Linked DNA regions of Arabidopsis thaliana: region 1 is linked to region 2. A link is a contact called in public capture Hi-C data. All regions are on one chromosome and are shown on one strand. The core of a region is the stretch at or near the end of the contact, and the rest is flanking DNA. Distances in the headings are between cores, read along the strand shown. Region 1 holds the start of FMO GS-OX2 (flavin-monooxygenase glucosinolate S-oxygenase 2). Region 2 holds the start of ACO2 (aconitase 2).

Region 1 (5,035 bases), core at 271-2,770, 70 kb before region 2:
AAATCGCATGAAACATGTTAAAATAGCACGATATTTATAAAAAATATGACATTTTATAACGTACATTTTACACAAATAGCATGTTATATAAACAAATATCGTTTTATTTGAAAAGTTGAACCAGGAGCAAGCTTATACGAAGATAAAATAATAGATTTAAGAAAGTTTTAACATTTAAATCATGTTTTTAGAAGAAATTACATGTGATTTAAATAAATAATGTGTTATATGAAAAAGTAGCATGTTGGGAGAGAGAGATTTCTAGTTATCACGTGTAATTCAAAAAAGTATCGTCGTATAAAAGAAAATAACATACAATTTAAAAAGAAAACATAACGACGGAGATTCCAAGAAAGAATCAAAATCGAATAAAAAATGACAAATCTTCTGCAAATTGAAGGAGAGATGATCTATCAATATAAATAACGTTTGAGAGCCTAGATTTATCGAAAAAGAGATCGGGTGGTTGTGATGGTGGAAGATGTGGTGGTTGTGGTGATGGGAGAAAGAAAGATGAGATGATTCTAAGTGTTTTATTTGATTTTGAAAAATACCATGTAATATATATAAAATACGAAAAATGGGTAAAAAAGTAATTGCAAGTGAAGAAAGAGAGTGTGGTCTGACACCATGGCTATTTTGTTAGTTCTTTTACAATCCATAGTTTTATAAAAAATGTTACATAAATATATGTGAGAAAACAAAGTTATTTTTTTAAAAATAAAATAAGTAGTTAGAAAATGATCTTTACCAGGAATATGAGCAACGTTTGGTTCTGTATAGTGTCCACTGCAAACAACAACGGCGTCAAAGATCTCATCGTGGGAAACACCGCCAGAGGTTTTAGACCAGACCCTCCATTTCCCGTTAACCGGTTCAACCCGAACCACCTCGATCTCGAACCGAACCATCTCCTCTAGGTTAAACTCTCTAGCAAAGTCTTGAAGGTACGCAAGAACTTCCATGTGGCTCGGATACCGTCTCGAGTCTCTTGACTCGTCATCGAAACGAGGCACAAAAGGGAAGTCCGTGAAACCCATACATTCTCGTGGGAGGTTGGTTCGGAGAGACTCGTACACGCTCGAGTGGACTATGGAACGGGTTGGGTCAAGGCTAAGCGGGTCGGATTCGGCTTTGGGTGAATAGATCCAGAGACCTCCTACTTCTTTCTCCCGCTCTAATACGACAACAGTGTGACCTTCACGACTGAGCTCCCTAGCCGCTACGAGACCGGCTGCTCCGGCTCCGATGACTACCACGTGTTGAGAACTGATCGGGTTTTGAGCTGGTGCCATATATTTGAACTTTATGGTATGGTGGATTTTTCTTTATTTGGTAGGAGACTGTCGTATGATCTCTGTGTTTTGGTTAAAGGTCGTTCCGTGCTATTAATGGGCTTATATAATAGAACTGAAACAAGATGGCTAATCATCATCATTTTCGTACTTTAACCAAAAACAAAAAAAAAACCATCTTTGTTGTAAGAACAATATACTTCATACAAAAATATTCGATCATTCTATTGTAAAAATGGAAGGGGAAATATCCGAAAAAGCACAATTTATTTTGTTATAAAATTAGCTGAAATTGTTTTGTTGTCAGAACAATACACAAACTAATTTAACTTAATAAAAGAATATGATCGAATTTAAAATCTGATTTTCTTCATTCAACAACCGTTACCGGTGTAAACCAAATCGTCAAAATAGAGTATATAGGCATGGCTGCCAGCTTGAACTAAAATAGTAAGAGACTTTTGACGGATCTAGGAGTAGTGAAGCATAGTGATCCGATGTTGATGTTTTGTGATAGGAAATCAGCATTGCACATTGCTGTTAACCCAATGTTCTATGAGAAAACTAAAAATATCAAAGCGGATTATCTTAGTATAAGAGATGTGGTTCAATATTATTACATATAATGTTCGAACCACATAGCCTTGAGAAGTTCCTGTTTTAGCTACTTGTCCAAGTTGAGCGTTTGTGATTTACATATATACTCAAACTTGAAAGGAAGTGTTAAAGTTTTATATGGTTCTACAATTTTCGGAGATATATGTTTATTAATTAGAGTGGGTACGGGATAAATCTTATGTTAAGATAAGGATTAGTAAGTTTAGTGCTTAAATTAATATATATAATTGTGTATTAGTGTATATATATATTGGTGCATGTGATCAATAAACTTAACTTTTCCCAAATCATCTTGAATTTTGAAACCATATTGAAAAACCATTGTTAAAAATATTTTCAATAACTGGATATTAAAATATTTTCCACAATCAATACTTCAATAGTTCTAGTTTTAAAATTCATAATAGAAAAACATAGGATTTATCATTTTAACATTAATTATTTAAAATGTGTGATTAAATTCATATATACCTCAAATGAAGAAAGAGAAGGAAGAAAAATATTTCATCCATTTCAAAATGTAAGATGTTTTGGAAGTTAGGACAGAGATTGATAAAATTTATGCTTTTAGTCAAATATATATTTTTAATAAGAAATACTCGGTGAAAGCCAATGAAGAAAAACAGTCATTTAATTCTTTATAAACCTTTTAGATAAAACTTTTTAATTAATATTTCTTTTATATGAAGATATGAAAACATCTATATTTTGACTCAAAAGAAAAACTCTAAAACAACTTATATCCCGTTTTAAAACGGAAAGAGTAAGTTTTAGCTTGGATATTACAATTTCTTAATTACATTTACCGATTTACGGACCTTGATTGCATTTTGAAAGGGACGGGCCATGGACCCAGACCTAACCGCAAATGGATGGACACGTACCCTCTCTTTCATTTATCTTCTTCAACGAATAGCCACCTAAAAGTACGAAGGCTTGGACCGTTCGGTTAATTGCGTTTTGTGGGTTGAGTGAAATATTTAATAAGCTTACTATTTAAATCGTCAAGTCATGTTATTTCAGTCTTTGCATAATTCACGTGTTTTGCTACCCGGCAAAATCGGCAACTTTATCTCAATCATTGTAGAATCAAGTGAAGAATAAACGTGACACAACTACCCGATTTTTGTTTGTAGCTTGTACATTTCTTCCTTTATTTTTTTTTGACATCCGTAAATTTCTTTTTTCTTTTTAGTAAATTTCTTGATTTTTTCTAATCCAGAAAAATCAAATTCTGACTTTATCCATCAATAATAGAGTTTTATGCAAAAAAAAAAACAATCTTAAAATCAACAATTTTTCAACTACCATTCATGTCGAAAAAATGCAAAATCATATGAAGTAAAAAAATAATACGGTATTGTATATAGCCTATTTTAACAACTTTACATATATTGATTTCATATAATTATTCTGTATTTTTTGGACGTGAAGGATAAAATTACAAAAATAAACGATTTTGACGTTTTTTGGTACAAAAACCATCAATAACATGGTCTTAGATCTTAACCATATATGGTTCCTACAAAAGTCTTATACATTAACTTTGTGTAGGTGATCAATCTACATCAATAATTTGGTCTTGTAGGGATTCTTCAAAAGTCATCATGTAGGAAACATTTTTAAGATACATTAGTCGATCAAGCATCCCTTACCCTTGGGTATAATAACTAGAGCATATAGATCAAAGATTGGACTACCGAGTAAAGCATCATGAGCAGTAAAAACAAGAGTTATCCGCGAAAGTAATGTCGGTTTTATATGTGATAACGCATGCTTGAGTTCGAGTACGAAAAAGAAAAATAACAAATTTGATAAACCGATAGCGAGGAAGGCTTTTCGAAAAAAAGCAGAGTCAAAACTTGTTTTTATCTTTTATCGTTCTATATTATTTTTGATAATTTTGATGATATGTTTGTATAATTGGTTTGAAAACTTGTTTTTTCTCCTTAACGTCTTAATAAATGAAACAGAGTAATAAAGAAACAGAGTAAAAAAAACAGAAATACAGAGAAAACGGACTGCAAAACATAATAGATTAGAACCAAAGACAAAACGGAAAAAGCTCATCCCATGCAAGAGTTGTACTTTAGACGTCATCGACTCGAACGGCTTTCCACTGCTATCCGTTCATGCAACCAAGCCGGACCACCCAACGCTAGGTATGAAAACTTGTTTAGAAATAATAAAAGACGTTAAAAAATCAAACTCTCAAAAGATAACTAGCAACAGTTTCTCACTCTTTCCAAGCAATATAAATGGGCCTTGGACCCTATTTTGCAAAACTAAAATATAAATTGAAGGCCCTTATAAGCTAATGAAGTTGATAAAACGAAAAAAGTTTGGCCTTGTGCCGTGGGCAGAGCCCATAAACCGGCCTGACTTCATGCCTTATATAGATTACATAGATCTACTATTTGTTTTGGTAATTAGATTTCTTTGTTACCATAACCATTTGCTCGCTCTTTTATTTTTATTTTGGGCAGCTTTTATTGTTTTTGGCAGTCTTGCTCGCTCAACCTAAATTTCCAAATCTAACATAAAAACAATTCAAATTTCCTCTGAGTCAAATTACAAAAGGAAATATACAATCATTGTGAACACAAAGAAAACAATTGAATATACAATGATAACTAGAAAAAATGGAAACAAAAATATTAGAATCTAAAATATTTTTGTTTTAATATAAGAAAGTGTTTTGCTTATGCCATTGATGGAAATAGAAAAATTATTGTATGGTTTTTGATATTCTTTTGAAAGTATGTCTTTGAGTTATAAAAAAATAAAAAGGATAGAAACGAAGTTGATATATATAAACATAAAAATGTTTGCTAATTGTGCCCACTAACACAATAATAACCACTAATTCTCAATCTCTCTAAAAATAAAAAATAATAAAGAGAAACACTTCTCGCTCCTCATGGTAAGATTTCTTCTGTAATTCCTATAACCCTATACAAACAGACCTGACATATATATATATATATATCTGTTGATTACATCTCAAAGACTCTAACCATGAATATTGTCTTACTAAGATTACTTCTATTTGTCTCATAGGTCTGTTGGTCAATCTAACAATTGAAAGCTGCAATTTTATTTTCTGGGTAATGATTCTTCTC
Region 2 (5,234 bases), core at 2,596-5,095:
TGACGGAGATTTGGTGACTATAACTTCTACTGCAGAGCTGAAATTGGCGGAATCTGCTGCTGATTGTATTTTGACGAAAGAGCCTGATACTGATAAGTCTGATTCTGTTGGGATGTTGAGATTGCATGTTGTTGATGTGAGTCCTGAGCAAGAGCCGATGTTGCTCGAGGAAGAAGAGGAGGAAGTGGAAGAGAAGCCTGTTATAGAAGAAGTCATATCATCTCCTACAGAATCACTATCGGAAACAGAGATCAACACTGAGAAGACAGATAAGGAAGTTGAAAAGGAGAAAGCAAGTTCTTCTGAAGATCCTGAGACCAAGGAATTGGAGATGGACGACTGGTTGTTTGATTTTGCTCATCTGTTCCGTACTCATGTCGGTATTGACCCTGATGCTCATATTGATTTACATGAGTTGGGAATGGAGCTTTGCTCAGAGGCGCTTGAAGAAACTGTGACAAGCGAGAAAGCTCAACCACTATTCGATAAAGCTTCTGCGAAATTCCAAGAAGTCGCTGCTTTAGCTTTCTTTAACTGGGGAAATGTTCACATGTGTGCCGCTAGAAAGAGGATTCCTTTAGACGAATCTGCGGGAAAAGAAGTGGTTGCTGCACAACTTCAAACCGCTTACGAGTGGGTGAAAGAGAGATACACATTGGCAAAGGAGAAATATGAACAGGCTCTCTCGATCAAACCAGATTTTTACGAAGGTTTGCTTGCGTTAGGACAGCAGCAATTTGAAATGGCGAAGCTACACTGGTCTTACTTGCTAGCTCAGAAGATCGATATCTCAGGTTGGGATCCGTCGGAAACCCTAAATCTCTTTGACAGTGCAGAGGCGAAGATGAAAGATGCTACAGAGATGTGGGAGAAGCTTGAAGAGCAGAGGATGGATGATTTAAAAAACCCGAACTCGAACAAGAAAGAGGAAGTTTCAAAGAGGAGAAAGAAGCAAGGAGGAGATGGGAATGAAGAGGTTTCAGAGACAATCACAGCTGAGGAAGCAGCAGAACAAGCGACTGCAATGAGATCACAGATCCATCTGTTTTGGGGAAACATGCTGTTCGAAAGATCGCAAGTTGAATGCAAAATCGGGAAGGATGGTTGGAATAAGAATCTTGATTCAGCTGTTGAAAGATTCAAACTTGCAGGTGCTTCTGAAGCTGACATAGCAACAGTTGTCAAGAACCATTGTTCCAATGAAGCCGCTGCTACCGAAGGAGATGAGAAAAAGGTACCTGCGCCTTGAAACCCTTTATCCGAACAAGAATTACGATATCAAAAGCTATGAAACAAAAACCGATTCTCGCTTAATGAATGGTTGTGTGACTGGAAAATAACCCTGAAGATGTAGACTACTGAATCTTGCTTGATTTGATGATTCTCAGATGTTTTTTTTAAGTTTATCTTCTTCACCTCAAAGGTGATAAATTTTCCAGGGCATTTGTTAGATAAATTTGTAAACTCTGTTTAAGTTTCAACCTTTTAAGTATTTGTGTTGTTTTTGCATTAGTGATTGATTCTTCTGAACTTCCTTCTTCTTCTTTAATGATAAAAGCTACTTTAGCTTCATTTGTGTTAAGTTCTGAAACAGAGTGTTTTGACTTGATTTGGTGATGACCACGTTAGAACTCTTAGAATTTAGATTTTTATAATTATTATCATCTTCCATAAACATAAACACCCCACACTTTAAAACACACCAATTGACCAACAATTAATCAACACTAATACAAGTTTTAACTTATTGCCATAACACACAACACAAACTCATCTTTCTTTCTCTGCTTCACTTGAATCTCAAATCCATTTTTAGAAAGTCTCTACGGCTGCTGTAGGATTCAGTTCTGTAACTGCAGAAGCATTCTTCATTGCTGCGAACCGTGGCTCCTTGGGCTGAAACTTGACCCCTGCATAAAGCTTCATGTAGTCATCAAAGACGAAACTCGGGTACTCGGAATCTTTCTCGACAAGCGAAGTAGCTGGTGAGATCTCCGCATCGCTTCCCGGGTTGTAAAACGATGCAACCGACATCCTGTTTCCTTCTTGTTGAGTCACCACACGGTGCAGCACACTCTTATACTTCCCGTTGGTTATCACCTACAGACAATTCAGATCGGTTTAGCTGTACCGAATCATACTCAATTAAGATTGCATGTCGTTCTTCCGGTTTAACTCGGTTATAACATTTACTAACCGTTTCCTATAGTTCCATCAAACCGAGACTAAACCATAACACATTGGTTTTGTTAGCAAAAAGATATTTTGAAAATGTGGTGTGAACATGACATACCTCAAGTTGGTCACCAAGATTGATGACAATAGAGTGGTTGAGAGGAGGAACATCAATCCAGTCACCATCTTTAAGAAGCTGGAGACCACTGACCTTGTCGTCTTGAAACAACAAGATGATGCCTCCTGCATCAGTGTGGGCCCTAAGACCTTTGATCATCTCTGGTTTAGGACATGGTGGATAATTGCTCACCTTTGTCCCAAAGGTTGGGCCTTTTGTTCCATGAAACACTTTCTTCAAATACCCTTTCTCTAACCCTAGATTCTCACACAGTAGATCCAACAAATCCTCAGCAAGATTCTCCAGTCTCTTACCAAAGTCTTTCATGGCCGTCCTGCCAAATCAGAATATATTACATAATATTTCCCAAAAAAGAAAATGATTATGCTTCACTATGCAAGTTTCAAGTTACTTTTAAGTAAAATAATAATTTTTAAATGGGTTTTAACAATAAAATATTTACCAATAAATATCACAAAAAGTCAGAAATTCTTAAACTCATGCATGTGAGAAAAAGTAAAAAGTAAGAAAATATTTATAATTAAAGGTAAAAGAGGTAGAGTGTACAACTGAAATTTTTTTACAGTCAATTTGAGATTTATTTAAGAAAAATAGAATTAAATTCGGTCCTACAAATAAGTGATAATTAACTGGCCTTATTGGTATTCATGTATCCTAAGAGATGTTATGATTAAGGGGGAGTTTTTGTGTGGTGACTAATTTTTTTCATAGAAGAAAATAAATATTATTTATCACTAAATGAATATAACATTCGATCTAAAATAGTATTTTTCTAAAAACATTATGTACCTGTATTCATCAGACACATCTGAAATGTCATTGAGATTGGATTGAGGGAGGTGACGAACGTAGAAAGTGCTTTCCCAATCGACATCTTCGACTTCTGTCTCAAGATTATCCAAACCTTTGGACTTGAGCATGTCATTGAACTTTTGTTCTTGGCATGTCTTGTAATGGTCCTTTGTCATCTTCTCGATCTTGTCCATTAAGTCATGTGGTAATCCATGGTTCACTATCTGAAAAATGAAATTAACAAAAGATCAACCTTACCACTAAGAGCTAGCTATAGTCAAATCTTTTCAAACAATAATATGTTAGATATTGTGTATGTACCTCAAAGAAGCCCCAATTCTCACAAGCTTCATTGATTAGAGCCATGGTTTGGTCTCTCTCTTCCCCATTGAGCTTGGACAAGTCTACTACTGGAAACTTCATGTTCTTCTCCATCTTTCTTTCTCTCTCTCTTCTTTGAAAGTAATCTATTTGAAGTTACAAGTTGTGTATTTGTTAATTGCTTTGATGTGAGACTTGTAGAATGAGAGAGGGTTGCTATTTATAGGCGCAAATGAGAGAGATTGGCTTTCAATAAAATAAATAAAATTCTGAGAAAATATGTGCGAGTCATAGTCATAGATAAGATGTATAAATATGTTTCATTCAAATTGTTAAAAAAGAAGAAGTTAAAGTAAAAGAAACAAGAGTTCGTGGAGCATGTATGTGAGCACATCATAGATGGACCCCTACCATCTCCTTTCTTTAAGAGATTGATTCATTTGGCATTTTCCTTTTGGGTCTCTATTTATACACTTCAATTGGTTTCTTTTCTCTTCCCTTTTGGGGTTATTTTATTCGAAATAGTTTGAAAAATTTACGAAAAAAGAGAACAATAATGAGAGATTTCAAGTATTTCGAAACAACTCTGAATGACAAAGTTTACTAGTTGAGCCCATCGTTTGAATCATATAACCAAATTTGAGAAGAGACCCTTCCTAAAAAGGAGACTAGTTCTATCACTTACATTTTCCATTTTCAGGATACTGATTTCGAAAATTACTTGATATCCTTTTTATAAGGAATTTTTAAAATTGCAATAATGTAACATTCTAGGATTCTTTTCAAATGTGTAACACTTTACTTCTTTTGTATTTTAGATTTGGCTTTGCACACCGTCCGAATTATTTCCAGTATAAAGATTTTATTTTTATCAGACAAATCATCTGTTGATCCATAAAACTCGCTTAATTTGTCTCTTTTTATCATTTATCACATAATTTATTTTGTCTTGTATATTTATTGAAACTTACTTGTTAGAGATTCTCTACCCACTTGTTCTAGGATTTTTTTTTTTTTTTTGTATAGAATAAATGTATATTGAAAATACAAGTTCTTATATCAAGTGTGCCATCAATTTTCTAGTATCAAGGATAATTCATGGTGATATTGATAGCATGTATATCATCTTTCGAATTGATGTAAGAACTAAGAAACCTTTATCAAAAAAATTCTCTAATATATTTGTTTTTAGGAGATATTATGTATCAGTGTTTCAGAAAAATAGAAAGCATATGGGATATAAACTACCAAATTTACAGGGTGGCTTGTTTGATAATATTCGCCACCTTTTAATATATCAATTCATCTTAAAATTCCTTCACACTTTCTACGTTGATCTGATGTTTCATAATTAAAGAATACAAGTCAAATAATTATATATTGGAATTAAATTTATCGAATATTCCTACTCAACTTAAAGAGTGCATTATGGTATAAAACCATAAAATATTACTTCTTTCTTTTCACTTTATTAAAAAACCTGTTTTCTAACTCAATAATTCATCCAAAACAATATCACAACCATAAGCCGTCGTTACGTATACACAATGTAAAATGTTATTAGTTAGTTACTAGTTGCAATTAAGCTTATATTACATAATAAACTGTTGAATAACACAATGTCTCTTTCTCACTCTCCCTATCGTCTTAAAAACGTTAACCAAAGTGAGAACAAAGACTTCGGTCGTGGCTGCTACCTACTTTTCTCTTGGGCGATCTTAGACTCCATTCATGCGCGTGATATAATTTTTTATTTTCCAATAATTGTCTAATGGGTACACATGATTATGAATATATAATGTTTAGA

What was found. Capture Hi-C pulls out chosen DNA fragments and counts their contacts.
Region 1: a contact with region 2 is called in a capture Hi-C map of root, with 4 times the contacts expected there. A contact is called at or near these places in 1 of 26 Hi-C or Micro-C datasets (callus) and 3 of 3 other capture datasets (root, seedling and shoot).

What each region holds. Positions count from the first base shown.
Region 1 is chr1:23,148,130-23,153,164 of TAIR10.1, reverse strand. FMO GS-OX2 (flavin-monooxygenase glucosinolate S-oxygenase 2) reads right to left here and starts at 1,520. Exons shown (of 7, transcript NM_104933.3): 1 at 752-1,520. The coding sequence starts at 1,295. It overlaps AT1G62530 (hypothetical protein (DUF863)), which reads left to right and starts at 4,841. Exons shown (of 3, transcript NM_001124062.2): 1 at 4,841-5,020.
Region 2 is chr1:23,080,647-23,085,880 of TAIR10.1, reverse strand. It overlaps ACO2 (aconitase 2), which reads right to left and starts at 3,845. Exons shown (of 4, transcript NM_104918.5): 1 at 3,428-3,845; 2 at 3,104-3,330; 3 at 2,294-2,627; 4 at 1,628-2,100. The coding sequence starts at 3,541. The coding sequence ends at 1,813. It overlaps Phox2 (Octicosapeptide/Phox/Bem1p (PB1) domain-containing protein / tetratricopeptide repeat (TPR)-containing protein), which reads left to right. Exons shown (of 1, transcript NM_104919.4): 1 at 1-1,588. The coding sequence ends at 1,249.